Regions from separate parts of the Hordeum vulgare genome. Here all the other regions are linked to region 2. The links are chromatin contacts, called in public Hi-C and HiChIP or PLAC-seq maps. All regions are on one chromosome and are shown on one strand. The core of a region is the stretch at or near the end of the contact, and the rest is flanking DNA. Distances in the headings are between cores, read along the strand shown. Region 1 holds the start of LOC123406945 (protein WHAT'S THIS FACTOR 9, mitochondrial-like). Region 2 holds the start of LOC123421365 (probable glutathione S-transferase GSTF1). Region 3 holds the start of LOC123421667 (nuclear envelope-associated protein 2-like).

Region 1 (4,056 bases), core at 750-3,249, 170 kb after region 2:
CGTTTAGTAACTTGTGCATTGTAGCGGACATTGTGTTCCTTGGTAATTATTAAATTGCCTTTGGGCCCAGCTTTCTGATCGATTCTTTCAGAATCTGAAGAATTGGACGTCTTAATTTATGTGGGACATATTTACATGTGGGATAGTTATTACATATCTGAATGATTAAATTAAAAAATAACACGAATCTTTACGTAAGATTAATGATACTTCTTCCATTTACTTATACAAGGTCAGTATAAAATACTATACATTTTGCATCTATACAAAACCACCAACGGTAATCGAGGTAAAAATTAATGATGTTTCCTCGAACTAACAATTTGTTTAATACTCCCTTTTATCATGGTTTAGAAAGCGTGCTTGGAAATTTTCTCGAACCTAGATGGTTACTGATTGGCTGTGAGATGGGCTGAAAACATAGCATTCACACTACACATGCATATAGAAGTAGTACAACGGGGTACTAGTTAGCTGCTAGGAGTAATGTAATGCGCCTGAAATCTTGTCTATCGTGAAAATACACGTAAATTTAACCGTGCTGACGAGTGAGTACTTGTATGCATACAATCATAATGACATTCAACTACTTCCTCCATTCAATGTTCTTCCATGCATGCAGTGTATTAATGATCTCAGTACATGAAAAGAAAAGCTAGGTTATAAAACATGTACTCTCTTCGTCCCAAAATAAGTGTCTTAAGCTTAGTGCAATTTTGTACTAGAGCTAGTACAAAGTTAAGACGGTTATTTTGGGACGGAGGGAGTATTAAATTTGATCTTGGTATCTGTAATTTCATTTTGTGGCCTTGTATATAAAAATGATCCCAGTACACGAAAAGAAAAGCACTCGGCCGTCCATGGTGCGCCACCACACGTTAACTCCCGCGTCTCCTCGGTCGAGGGAGCCTCCTATCGGGACACTTCTTCTCAACATCTCTAAACCACCACCGGCAGCTCCGCCGGCTCCTGCACCCCGCTTCGACGATTGGTAGGGAGGTTGTGGCCAGAGGCCATGGAGGTGTCGTGTCCATGCCATGCGTCGGGCGCGAAGCAGGTGGAGCTCAGGGGGGAGGAAGGAGGAGAGTGGCGCTAGAGGCAAGGCTGGCGATGCTTGGCTCACGGAGTCCGTCGTCGGACAACAGTGCAGAGCCGTGCGGTGAGGGTGATGCGAGCAATGACCGGTAGTGTGCACAATGTGCTTGATAAAATGAACAAGCATGCGTGGCCCTTTTGTTATCTTAACGATTCAATCGACGACGTTAAGTTTTGGTGACATGTCAATCATGAAAGTGAGCCCTGACTTTTAGATTTCATATCAAACGGTTCTCAATTGATCGATTAGTGCTTTCAACAACGCATTATTGAAAATCGGTGTTTTTATTGATACTAAGGCCAACTCCACCGTGCGACCCCAAACGGACGTCCATTTTACCCGGATTCTGTCCGTTTAGGTAGAGCGATGTGGTTGTGTCCGGGCCTGTCCTGGGATGCGTTGGTCGTGCGCTCAGCGCGCGGCCGCATCCTGTCGGCCTTATATTAATAAAATACACCACTGCGTGTCAGGCCAGCTTCGTGGGTGGGGGTGGGAACAGAAAAAGGAGGCCCGGTATCCTGTTCGCCTTATATTAATAAAATACACCACCGCGTGTTAGGCCAGCTTCGTGGATGGGGTGGGAATAGAAAAAGGAAGCCCGTGCCACCGATGGGCGGGCAGGGGAGGACAAGCACGCACGCCCGGTCTGTCCGCGCGTTTTCTGTTTTACCCCAAAGACAGCACAAACTTACGTCAGGGATGGGTCAAAAGCGGACACAAAACGGACAAAAGTTCGTTTGCTCCCGCGCGCTGGACCGTCTGGTTCGTCCGTTTTATCCTAAACCGACGCGTGCGGACAAGATGAAATGGCGCAGTGGAGTCGGCCTAAGGGACGTAATTGTGGTGGTTTTTACAATTTACTCATGGCCAAGCGTCTATATTCTGCATGAGAAAAGGAGAGGAGTGGGCAGCCGTGGTGTGAGAGTCAGAGAGGGGAAACAGAGCCGCGCTCCTGTGACACGACCGCGTCGGCCGCCGCCGCCGCCGCCTTTACGCTGCTAGGTTTCCTCATACTCCTCATTGTCTCCTTTCTTCTCGGCATCACGGTCCGGTGACGGCGGGCGAGCGTCACGGTCCGTGAAAACGAGCGCCTTGGGCAGCGGCAAGTTCCGTTACATGGCGGGGCGCTTGCTGCTGGCGGTGCCGGGAAGGAGGAGAAGATGGTGGGAAGCGCCATTGTTTGCGGCGGAGCAGCGCGCGACGCTGGTCAACGTGAAGCTCAAGCTGGTCAAGGATCCGGCGCTCGACGGGGCGTTGTCGCGCCAGCGCCACCTCCGCGCTGCCCACCACCTGCTCGACCTCGTGTCCTCGCGGCCCGGCCACCGTATCCCGTGCCCCGAGCTCCTCACCGACAAGTCCGTCCACAGGATGTTCGGCTCCGCGGGCGCCGCGCTCGCCTTCCTCCGCAGATACCACACCCTGTTCGCGCTCTCCCGCCGCGGCGGAGGCGGCGTGTCCCTCACGGACGCAGCGCTCGGCCTCCGGCGCCGGGAACTGGACTGCCTGGACGCCTCGGAGCCCGACCTGCTCGCTCGCCTCCGCCGCCTCCTCATGCTCACCCTGCCGCGCTCGCTCCCGCTCCACACCGTCGACCTTCTCCGCTGGGACTTGGGCCTGCCCCGCGACTACCGTGCCTCCATTCTCGGTCGCCACCCTGACCACTTCGCCCTTAAGCAGCCCGAGGGTGACGAGCGCGTCTGGCTCCACCTCCTCTCCTGGGACGACCGTCTCGCTGTCTCCGAACTCGAGAAGGATGCGGCCGGCGGCGACACCACTTGCCTCCCGTTTCCGGTGAGCTTCACCAGGGGGTTTGGCCTGAGGAGCAAGTCTATGAACTGGCTGAGGGAGTGGCAGGCGCTGCCGTACACTAATCCATATGCCGACGCCTCGGGCCTTGACCGCCGCACTGATGTGTCAGAGAAGCGGAATGTCGGAGTTTTCCATGAGCTGCTGCACCTCACATTGGAAAAGAGGACGGAGCGCCACAACGTGAGCAACATGAGGAAGCTTCTTGGCATGCCACAGAAGTTTACCAAGGTATTTGAGCGTCACCCGGGCATTTTTTACCTCTCAAGGATACATGGTACACAGACAGTTGTACTCAGGGAAGCTTACGGTGGCACGAGCCAGCTGCTTGAGAAGCATGCACATCCACTTGTTGCTATCAGGAAAGAGTATGCCACCATGATGAGGGCTGCATTGCCACCAAGGAGGAGCAGAGAAAGCTTCAACTATTGTGGTGAACTAGATGAGGAAAGTGAGGGAGAGGAAGAAACTGAACTCTCTTAAAGAATGTCTTGTAGGCTCAATTGATTCTTAGTGCACCTGAATGAAGCAAAGCTAGTGACTTGGGAGAATGGATTCTCTCCGATGGTTCAGAGGTATGTGCATATTGATGCATCGTCTCAAACGCGCATTCCAGAATTCAGGAAATTATAACGCTTACATTATTAAGAAGCTTTCTTTTTCAAGATCTTTTCAGAGCTCTCTTATGTCATTTTGTCACCCCACAGAACATTTTGTTTATATCATTCCTCATATTTTGCCTTTCTTTTTCCTGCAGCCACGAATGCATTGGAGATTGAAAAACGGAATAGACTCCCTCTGTTCCAAAATAATCTAAGTTATAGGTTTGTGCTAAGCCAAATTTCATTAAGTTGACCGAGTCTATATTAAAATATATCAACATCTACAATACCAAATTTGTTTCATTAGATTCATTATGATATGTATTTTCATGTAATGTATATTTAACATTGTAGATCTTAGCAGATTTTTCTATATACTTTGTCCAACTTTAAAAAGTTTGACTCGGGACAATCCTAGAACTTCAGTTATTTCGAAACGGAGGGAGCAGCTAACAGCAAGCGCCTTTTCCTGTTCAGAAATAATATTTGTCATTTTAAGGACATTGTTGCTTAGCAGACTGGGATGCCGTCTGAGTATGGGGCCAAACCGTA
Region 2 (4,265 bases), core at 1,267-3,766:
TGTTTTTTTGTCAAAATCAATGAAGTTCATAAAATTCCATGTTTAAAAAACATACGAACTTCTTCTCAGTTTTTGTGAACTTTTTAAAATATGCAAACTATTTCATATTCATGAACATTTTAATTTCATTAGCTTGTTTCTAGTATACCATGAACGTTATTTAGCGCATCATGAAAAATTTGTAATATACTGCGAACATTTTCATAATATACTATGAATATTTTTGTAACACACACAAAAAGGAAAAAACTAAATAGAAAAGAGAAGAAAAGAAATAGTAATAGATTTTTTATATCAAGTGGGAGAAAAAATACACTTAGTTCTTTGCCTTGGCCGAAATAAAAATTAGTTCCTTTTTTTAAAATAATCTATGATGACAATGATATTCAAAAATAAATATTAAGATTTTAAGCATACCAACCCGAACATTTTTTATGACAACTTTTGTTTACATAAGGTTGACAAATCCGAGGTTCGCATGTTTTAGGGGCCTGCTACGCATCTACCGGTGGATATTTACTAAGCATCCACACATCCACCATTTGGAAGGCCGTCTGATCTACACGTAGCCGTCGAATCTGCTCCGGTCAGGCACCCCATAATTCCTGAAACGATGGCTGAGTTGTAGAAACTTTCGCTTTGTTGCAAGAAATAAACTTTGGACCCGTTAATTCCTGAAACAACGGTCGAGTTTCAGAAACAATTTGCTTGTTGCAGAATTTTTTTTCTTCGTCTTTCTGTAACATAGGTACTTTTGCGGGAGAATTTTTTTGCAACGAAGGTCATGTTTCAGGAATTTTTATAACAAAGGTCAAGTTGCGGAAACTTTTTTGCAACGTTCATGGGCGGCTGGGGCGACCGGATGGTCAGAACATAAATCTATAGTAGACCACTGCAACATCATATATGTTTTAGAAACATAGTCTTTGTTGCAGAACCGCATAGTCACTTGGACGCGTGTCGTACGAGGAAGGTGGCTGATGCGACCATTATAATCCGCGGCCATTATAATCCGTCGGTTGATGGTTAGCTTTTCCTCATGTTTTAACAACTAAAATTTCCGCCCACGTTAAGTAAAATTTTCATTAAAAACATTTGAGATGAGGTTCACATGTTTTAATAATTGCAACTCGTGTTAACTAAAGTTGCGATAAAAAAGTTCGATGTCATGCTTAAAATCCGAACGGGTGCAAAGTATTTCAATACGGGAACTAGAAACCATGGTTACATCTTCGACTAGAAAGACATACAAACACCTTATCTAAGACTTGACGAACAACAAAACTGAAAGCGCTATAAGATATTGTCCCATCTCAAGAGCTTTCCACGACCACACATTGGCAAGCACAAAAACTGCACGCTGGTGCAATCCCAGCCGCGCAAGCTTATTCATTGCCTTATTCGCGACACCAACAAGAAAACGCCATACAGATCAGATCTTATCCTCGGACGCGAAACCCCTCCTAAGCAGATCACGGCTTCTTGGGAACCATCTGAGCGGCGAGCTTCTTGATGGCCGGCCTGGCCATGAGGCTCTCCCACCATGCCTTGACGTGCGGGTACGAGTCGAAGAGCGCGGCGTGCGGCGTGGCCATGAAGTAGAAGGTGTAGGGGAAGTGGTTGAGGTCCGCGAAGCTGACGAAGTCCCCGGCGAGGTACTTGTGCTGGGAGAGGCGCGCCTCGTAGACCTCCAGCACCTTCTTGAGCTTCTCCAGGCTCTCGTCCACCACCGTCTGGTTGGTCGGCAGGCCGCGCATGAGCGGGTTGATGAGGCACTCGTACACGATCGGCGACAGCGCCGGGTTGTAGGTGTGCGCGTCCACCTCCGTCCATACGTCCACCATGGCTGCTTCCTTCAGGTTGCCTTCTCTTAGAAGGTCGACCTCGTCCGTCTTGTACTTGCGCAGCACGTACTTCGCAATTGCGCGTGACTCTGAAGACGGAGCAAGAACACAATGTTTTTGAGGATTTGAGAGGATATTTGGATCGACACAGAGCAGCACCGGAAACAAAATGGAAGCATTCGCTTTACTGGTTGGTCCCATTCTGTGCCGAGAAACAGACGTCGAGCAAGTAGGAGTATTTGATACGGACAAATTTAACTGTAAAGGGTAAATTATTCGTACCGAAGAGAAGCAGATCTCCATCCTGGAAGGCAGGGATCTGGCCGAACGGCTGCAAGAAATGAAATCGGAACATCTCGCATCAGATCGAAAACAAGATGGTACGAGAAACCAGAGGATTTGAGTGAGTGGTCGGGGAGCTTAGTTACGTTTCTGACGAGATGCTCGGGGCTCTTGTGCTCCATGGCCTTGAAATCGATGTCGACGACCTCGTACTCGGCGCCGACCTCCTCCAGGCACACCAGCACCCGGGCCACGTTCGTCGACATGGCCGGCCCGAACACCTTCACCGGCGCCATTTTTTCCCTTGGTTGCTACACGCGAGAGAGCGAGAGATCGGGGTGTGCTGGTCAGTTATCTGTGTGTTGAGCGGTGTGCGGCATGACGCCAACTCCTTACCCATTTTTATAGGGCGTCTTACCGTTTGCGGGTAGGTGGTTGGTGGGAGGTTTGGACGTGCGCGCTCGAGAAGGATGGAGAGGAGACCGTGCGGTGTGGGGTGACGGGTGCAGTCAATTAGTGCATCACGGCTCACGTCACGACTCACGAGTGAGGTAGGTGCCATTGCTTTCCGTGAACTTTCTGGAACATCGGGCGGAGCTGCCGGGCAGTCGCTTCTTCCAGATCAACCTCATTCATTTCATCCTCCTACGGGTTTACCCGCGATTAAGTTGTTCTTTGTCCGTGCCTTCATATTGGTAGCCTGGTCTGTCAGACCCGGACTTAGCTCCATCAAACGCCCGCCGATGCGTCGGGCACTCCGTCTGTCCGATCATGCCTCATTTTCTTCTCACAACTTAACACCTCAATTAACATACCATAAATTCATATAAACTTATACACTCCATCCGTTTCGAAATATAAGTCTTTTAAACATTTTTACTAGAGGTCTACATACAAAACAAAATGATTGAACCTAACTTTAAAGTATGCCTTTATAAATTTGTATGTAGTTCACTAGTAAAATCTTTGAAAAGACTTATATTTAGATGCGGAGGGAGTAAGTATGTAAATGTTGTGTTACACATATTGTTCTGCTACTATATCAAGATATGTCATCGAAGTATTAAAAACGACATGTTTAACCTACAAGCTAGCTTGCTATGTAGAACATCAGTCACGGGTGCCCTTGTCCTTTCTGGCGTACTTGTCATCCTTCTCACGGAACTACAGGTAAAAACTAGCTAGCTTGCTATGTAGAACATCAGTCACGGGTGCCCTTATCCTTTCCGGCGTACTTGTCATCCTTCTTGCGGAACTACAGGTCAAAACTAGTTAGCTTGCTATGTAGAACATCGGGTGCCCTTGTCCTTTCCGGCGGACTTGTCATCCTTCTCGCGGAACTACAGGTCAAAACGCAGTAGGGATCGAGCCGAATTTGCTCATCGTCGGAGCTGTTCAACCCGTCGATGCCCTTGTTCTCCTCCTTCGGGTCAGTCCGACCATGGCACGGACCGCCCGATTCTGCTCTCGGGCGATGGCACAGGTATTCCTCCGTTGTCGTTGTTTTATAATGCGGGTGCAGATGGCATCCTCCTCCGCACCACACGCCTTCGCCTCCGCCATGTCGGCAGCAAGATGGGCCTCGAGTGCCCTCATTATCTCCTTCCCACGGCAGGCACATGGGTCCCGGTGGCACTCAAATCCCGACGGACCGGTGATGGAAAAACGGAGATTGGAAGGCTCCCGGAAGGACTGTGATGATTCAGTTGTCGGTGTCAAAACCGACAGATCTCGGGTAGGGGGTCTCGAACTGTGGACCTTAGATCGATGTGTTCACGAAAGAGGGGGGACAGTATTTACCCAGGTTCGGGCCCTCTTGAGGAGGTAAAACCCTACGTCATGTTTGATTATATTGATGTGGATGATGATTACAGAGTTTACCTCGAGATCATATATACTAAACCCTAGACGAGTCAACCTTTCTACATGGACGAGGACCCCCGATTTATATAGTCACCAGGGGATGTAGGGTTACATACAATCGACCTCGTCTACTTTTACTTGGACGCCATGCCGATCTTCGGTGCTTTCCTACTTGAGTACGAGATGACCGCACAACCCGACCTTCAATTATTACGGCCCATAAGGCCGGCCTCTTCACAATAAGCCAACTACCTGATGACCCCTTAATCTCAGACT
Region 3 (4,231 bases), core at 1,602-4,101, 190 kb after region 2:
GAGTAAACTTACAGAGCTTCATTGCAGCGAAAACAATGTCTGCCGAACAATATGAGGCAACATTTTGTATTTTTGTGGATGCTAGGAAGGCAACTTACTTGTGACTCTAGTTCCTTTGTTTTGTTTGTCCAATGAACAGTTAATATCCTGATTTCATCTCTCAGCCTGGCAATCTCTGTATCCTTAGTATTCAAATGCTTGCTAATATTCTCGATATTCCTTGGTGAAACATCAGATAAAACCTTCAGCAGCTCGTTATCTTTACTAGACCCAGCTCTGGAAACTGCGCCCATGATGTCGGTCTCAATCCTTAAGACATCATCCTTGAGTTGCCTCTGTGAAAGTTCCCTTGCCTTCAGGTCCTTCTGGAGAAGACCTACCTGCTCGCCAAGCTTGTTAACTCGAAGCTCGTGCTCTTTCAGCGAGCGGTCCTTCTCATTCAGCTCTTTCAACAAGGACAAGCACTGTGACTGAGCTGACTTGGCTGATGCAGCACTGGCTTCCGCTGTAGCTTGAGTAACTGATAGTCTTGATTTAAGATCATCCAAATCATCGAGGTACTGCACATAATTGCAGAAGTTATTGACAAAGAGAATTTCAATTTGAAGCGAAATGGAATCATTAGGGTTGGGACACCAGTATCATAATATGGTACATCACGCATCAGAAGATTTTAGATTAGAAGTATGAACATGTGAAATCATACTACTCTTTTCAAAGTGCTCAGATCACAATCAGTTCAGCAAAAGACAAGCACAATCAGTTCGATAAAAGAAACAGATGCAGAAACAAATGAAGGCAATTTTACAAGCAAATACATTGGCGCACACTATGTTGCACTGTATCAACCAAGGCTAGCAAACATATTTGGAATATAGTGTAGTATAGTTTTGGAGTTAATCCCAGATAAAAACTTTAGCAATTCTTCGTGGAATAGAAATTTGGGATTCAAATGCAACCATAAATGGAAATTGAGGGAGCTCCTCACATGTTCGGTGATGCCTCTCGTTGCATTTAGCTGCTCATCTTTGTCCAGTAAGCATTGCTGCAGCTTACTCACTTCTTCCTCCATGCTCCTTGCCTTCGTCTCTGCAACCTGCAACGTTCTCTCTCTAGTCAGAACAAACATGTAAGCAGTGACGAAGGTAGCAATTACAAAGCAGTAGGAATTTACTAACCTTCCTAGTTTGGGATTCCCTAGTAAACAGCTGCTCCTGGGACGCAAGCTTGTGCCTCACATCCTTCAGCTCAGACGCCAGAGATGCCACGTTTCTTCTAAAGCTCAGCTTCTTCTCTGTAAGATCCTTCAACAGCGGGTCCAAACCCGACGAAGACGATGAGCATGGTCGTACCGCCTTCTCAGAAACTGCCATAGCCAAGCCCCGAACCAAACAGAGAAGATTTAAGCCCAAAGGCCAAAACTCAGATCCTGGGAGCACTGTCCTATTTTCTCCAAGAACAAACAGCACGGCTCACAGCAAGCATCCCATGTATACGAGACAAAAATAAGGGCACCGAGAGCTCCTCTTTGACAAATCAAACACCGTAGCCGCCTCACAAAGTTCTCTCTTTCACAGGCCAGTAGCAGTCAACCGGTAGCTTTCACTGCACAAAACAATTGCACAAATTTAGGGGCAGAGAAAGATGGTGATGCTTGCTACACGCGCCATGTTGCCCTTAAGTTACCGGCCTGAAAGCATCAGTTTTCTTCGGGTCACGGGTACGAGCTCTTCTTGTGGCACTAGACAGTCGGCAAGTAATTGACAGGAGTGTTGCTTTCAGCAGTCGACATGATTTTGTACTACTAGTAACGGATGGATAGCAAATGAAGCAAAGTAAGATAATGTTGTTGTTCATGCTACAAGTAACTTGTTCATGGCGGCCAATGCAGGGATCAACTCCTGAAGCAACTAATTAGTCAACTTCAAACATAGCATGTTCTTGGTGCTTCAAGTCAACCCACGCGTTCCGCGGTACATGCTATTTTTTACAGAATAAACTGACTGCAACATTGTCCTGTTCTACGGCATGTGAAAAATAATCTTTTATACGTACGAAGATATCAGGCTTTTTATAAAGATATTAATCTACTGAAGAGTGAAGAGTAGTGTTTGGGACAAAACAAAAGCATCTTCCATCGAGATTCCAGCAAGACGAGGACAAAAAGAAGCTGTGCATCTGCAAACTTTCAAACGCGTTCAAATTTTCCAGAGAATCCGACAGAAAACTTTAAGTGCTTAATTAAATATATACTACCCACAGAGTAGTAGTTCCTCGAAAAAATCACTTATTTATTTTTCTAGTACTGGTACGGGGAGTACTTAATTAATGGTACGGGGGCAGAAATTAAAAACAATTCGAGATTTCGAAATAATTCAAACCGGGGCAGCAACCCAGACAAAGAAAAAACGGCGACAGATTCCACAGATTTGCAGGGCAAACTCAAGAACACCGAGAACCGCATACTCACCGCTCAAATCTACCGAGCTCGCAATCTTCCAACCCCCTAACAACAAGACCCGTACAAACAAACACAGAGACCAACAGCATGAACACAGCGAGGCCAAGGAAATCTCGCACCTTCGTCCCCAGCAGCAGCAGCAGCAGCAGCAGCAGCCGAATCCCGGCAGGGGAAGCTCCAAGAACCACAGGCCGGACCGAGAAGAGCCTTCCTTCCGCTCCCTCCGGCGGAGATCTACGGCCCCATTGCGCAGCAAGTATTTGGTGAGTAGGGTTTACGAGATTCTGGGGCGGCCTTGCCCTGATTTTTCGCAGTGTCTGGTGGCGGAGGGGGCGAGATTGATGAGGGGAGAGAGAACGGGAAGTGTGCGGAGATGGTTGGGGAGCTGGGGTTTCGAAACTGAAATGCTGGCGTGCGGGCCCCGGCGGCGTCTAGCGCGCGGCAAAACTCCGAAATTTTCTGGGCGCTGTGCGGCACGTGGCCTGGCCGTGCGCCGGCCGGATCACCTGTTCCGTGTACGCGTAGCGCAGGGTGGTGGTGCCGTGTTCTCCTGTTTTTTTGTTTTGTGCCGCCGTGTTAGAAAGAAAAATGAGGTCCATGAGCTAACACAAAAGCACAAAAGCAACGTGGGTCCTTTAACCGTTCGCAAACATCCGAACCGAGTCATGCAATATGGCACTGTATCGATCCGTCAAGCGGTTCGACATGTTTTTTACGTAAACCGAAAACCAATATACATGGATTTACGCGAGGTCCATAGGGCTTTTAGCTACCTCAAAGATACCCCATGCAAAATATGGTTCACTTGAACGAATAATTGAGAATGTAAACTTATTGTTTGACGATACAACAAAATAGATAAAAATATGACAAAAACTACAAAGAGTAGTACGTGATAAAAAAAAGGTACCAAATCAATTGTTTGCTTCTTAATTTAGACATAGATAGATAAGCCAAGTTCAAAAAATGTACCATCCATAGCAGTTTTTAGAGAAGTTGTTATTGTATCACCAACATGCCTACTCTCAATAAATCTCTTAATTGTATACCCATGAGTGTTGACATACCTACATGAGACAAAGAGGTTACATCAATTTGAGTCAACAATACCCTAGATATATCAGTAGATACATATATGCACATTGCTTCAATTAAAATTCAGTCCGAAGCAGTTTATTAAATCATGCAAGTATAACATAGTGCAAGTGGATGAAAGGGGGGAACAAGGAAATCATCAATGAGAATGCAAGGTTCAGCAGCCGGCAGTGAAGCAGCTAACAGGGGTGGCGCGCGAGAGCGGGGGCCGGGAACCCGATAGCAGGGGGCAGTTGGGGGCGGAGGCGACACCATGGCGGACGGCAGCGCGAGTGCTAGAGTCTGGAGATCGATCTCGGTGGCCGCCGCGCGAGAGTTGCGTCTCCTCTTCCTTGTGCTCGTGCACATGATTGCACGTGCGTACGAGCTAGATCGTGTTTTTTAGCCCATAATGCTTTATTAAGATGTTTTCATAATGTTTACAGGGACGAAACCAAGGTTACCAGGTTGGCCTAACAACACATGTCGGCCAACCCCTAGCTTAAGTACGTGCTTTGCGAGATTATGAGCCCCCATATTAGACGATCTAAACTCATATCTAAAGTTCACAGAAGTAAAAGAAGAAGACCACTCCACAGTTTCCTGTATAACTGCTCCATAGCTTGTTGCACTGTCATTCTTAATGGCATTGACTACGATGCCGCAATCGGACACCACCTCCACCCGATGGACATA

Evidence for each region. A called contact is a pair of places that touch in the nucleus more often than the background predicts. HiChIP or PLAC-seq counts read pairs in DNA pulled down with a chosen protein or histone mark.
Region 1: a Hi-C map of leaf shows a contact between it and region 2, with 4 times the contacts expected there. The contact joins the promoter of LOC123406945 here to the promoter of LOC123421365 in region 2. A contact is called at or near these places in 3 of 6 Hi-C or Micro-C datasets (leaf and seedling) and 1 of 1 datasets of contacts at active chromatin or transcription factors (embryo).
Region 3: an H3K4me3 HiChIP or PLAC-seq map of embryo shows a contact between it and region 2, with 5 times the contacts expected there. The contact joins the promoter of LOC123421667 here to the promoter of LOC123421365 in region 2. A contact is called at or near these places in 1 of 6 Hi-C or Micro-C datasets (seedling) and 1 of 1 datasets of contacts at active chromatin or transcription factors (embryo).

Annotation. Positions count from the first base shown.
Region 1 is chr1H:56,641,727-56,645,782 of MorexV3_pseudomolecules_assembly, forward strand. It overlaps LOC123406945 (protein WHAT'S THIS FACTOR 9, mitochondrial-like), which reads left to right and starts at 2,000. Exons shown (of 2, transcript XM_045099994.1): 1 at 2,000-3,477. The coding sequence starts at 2,213. The coding sequence ends at 3,385.
Region 2 is chr1H:56,469,493-56,473,757 of MorexV3_pseudomolecules_assembly, forward strand. It overlaps LOC123421365 (probable glutathione S-transferase GSTF1), which reads right to left and starts at 2,517. Exons shown (of 3, transcript XM_045107536.1): 1 at 2,273-2,517; 2 at 2,127-2,175; 3 at 1,173-1,933. The coding sequence starts at 2,422. The coding sequence ends at 1,473.
Region 3 is chr1H:56,663,941-56,668,171 of MorexV3_pseudomolecules_assembly, forward strand. It overlaps LOC123421667 (nuclear envelope-associated protein 2-like), which reads right to left and starts at 2,852. Exons shown (of 6, transcript XM_045107582.1): 1 at 2,581-2,852; 2 at 1,179-1,605; 3 at 989-1,096; 4 at 99-560. The coding sequence starts at 1,373.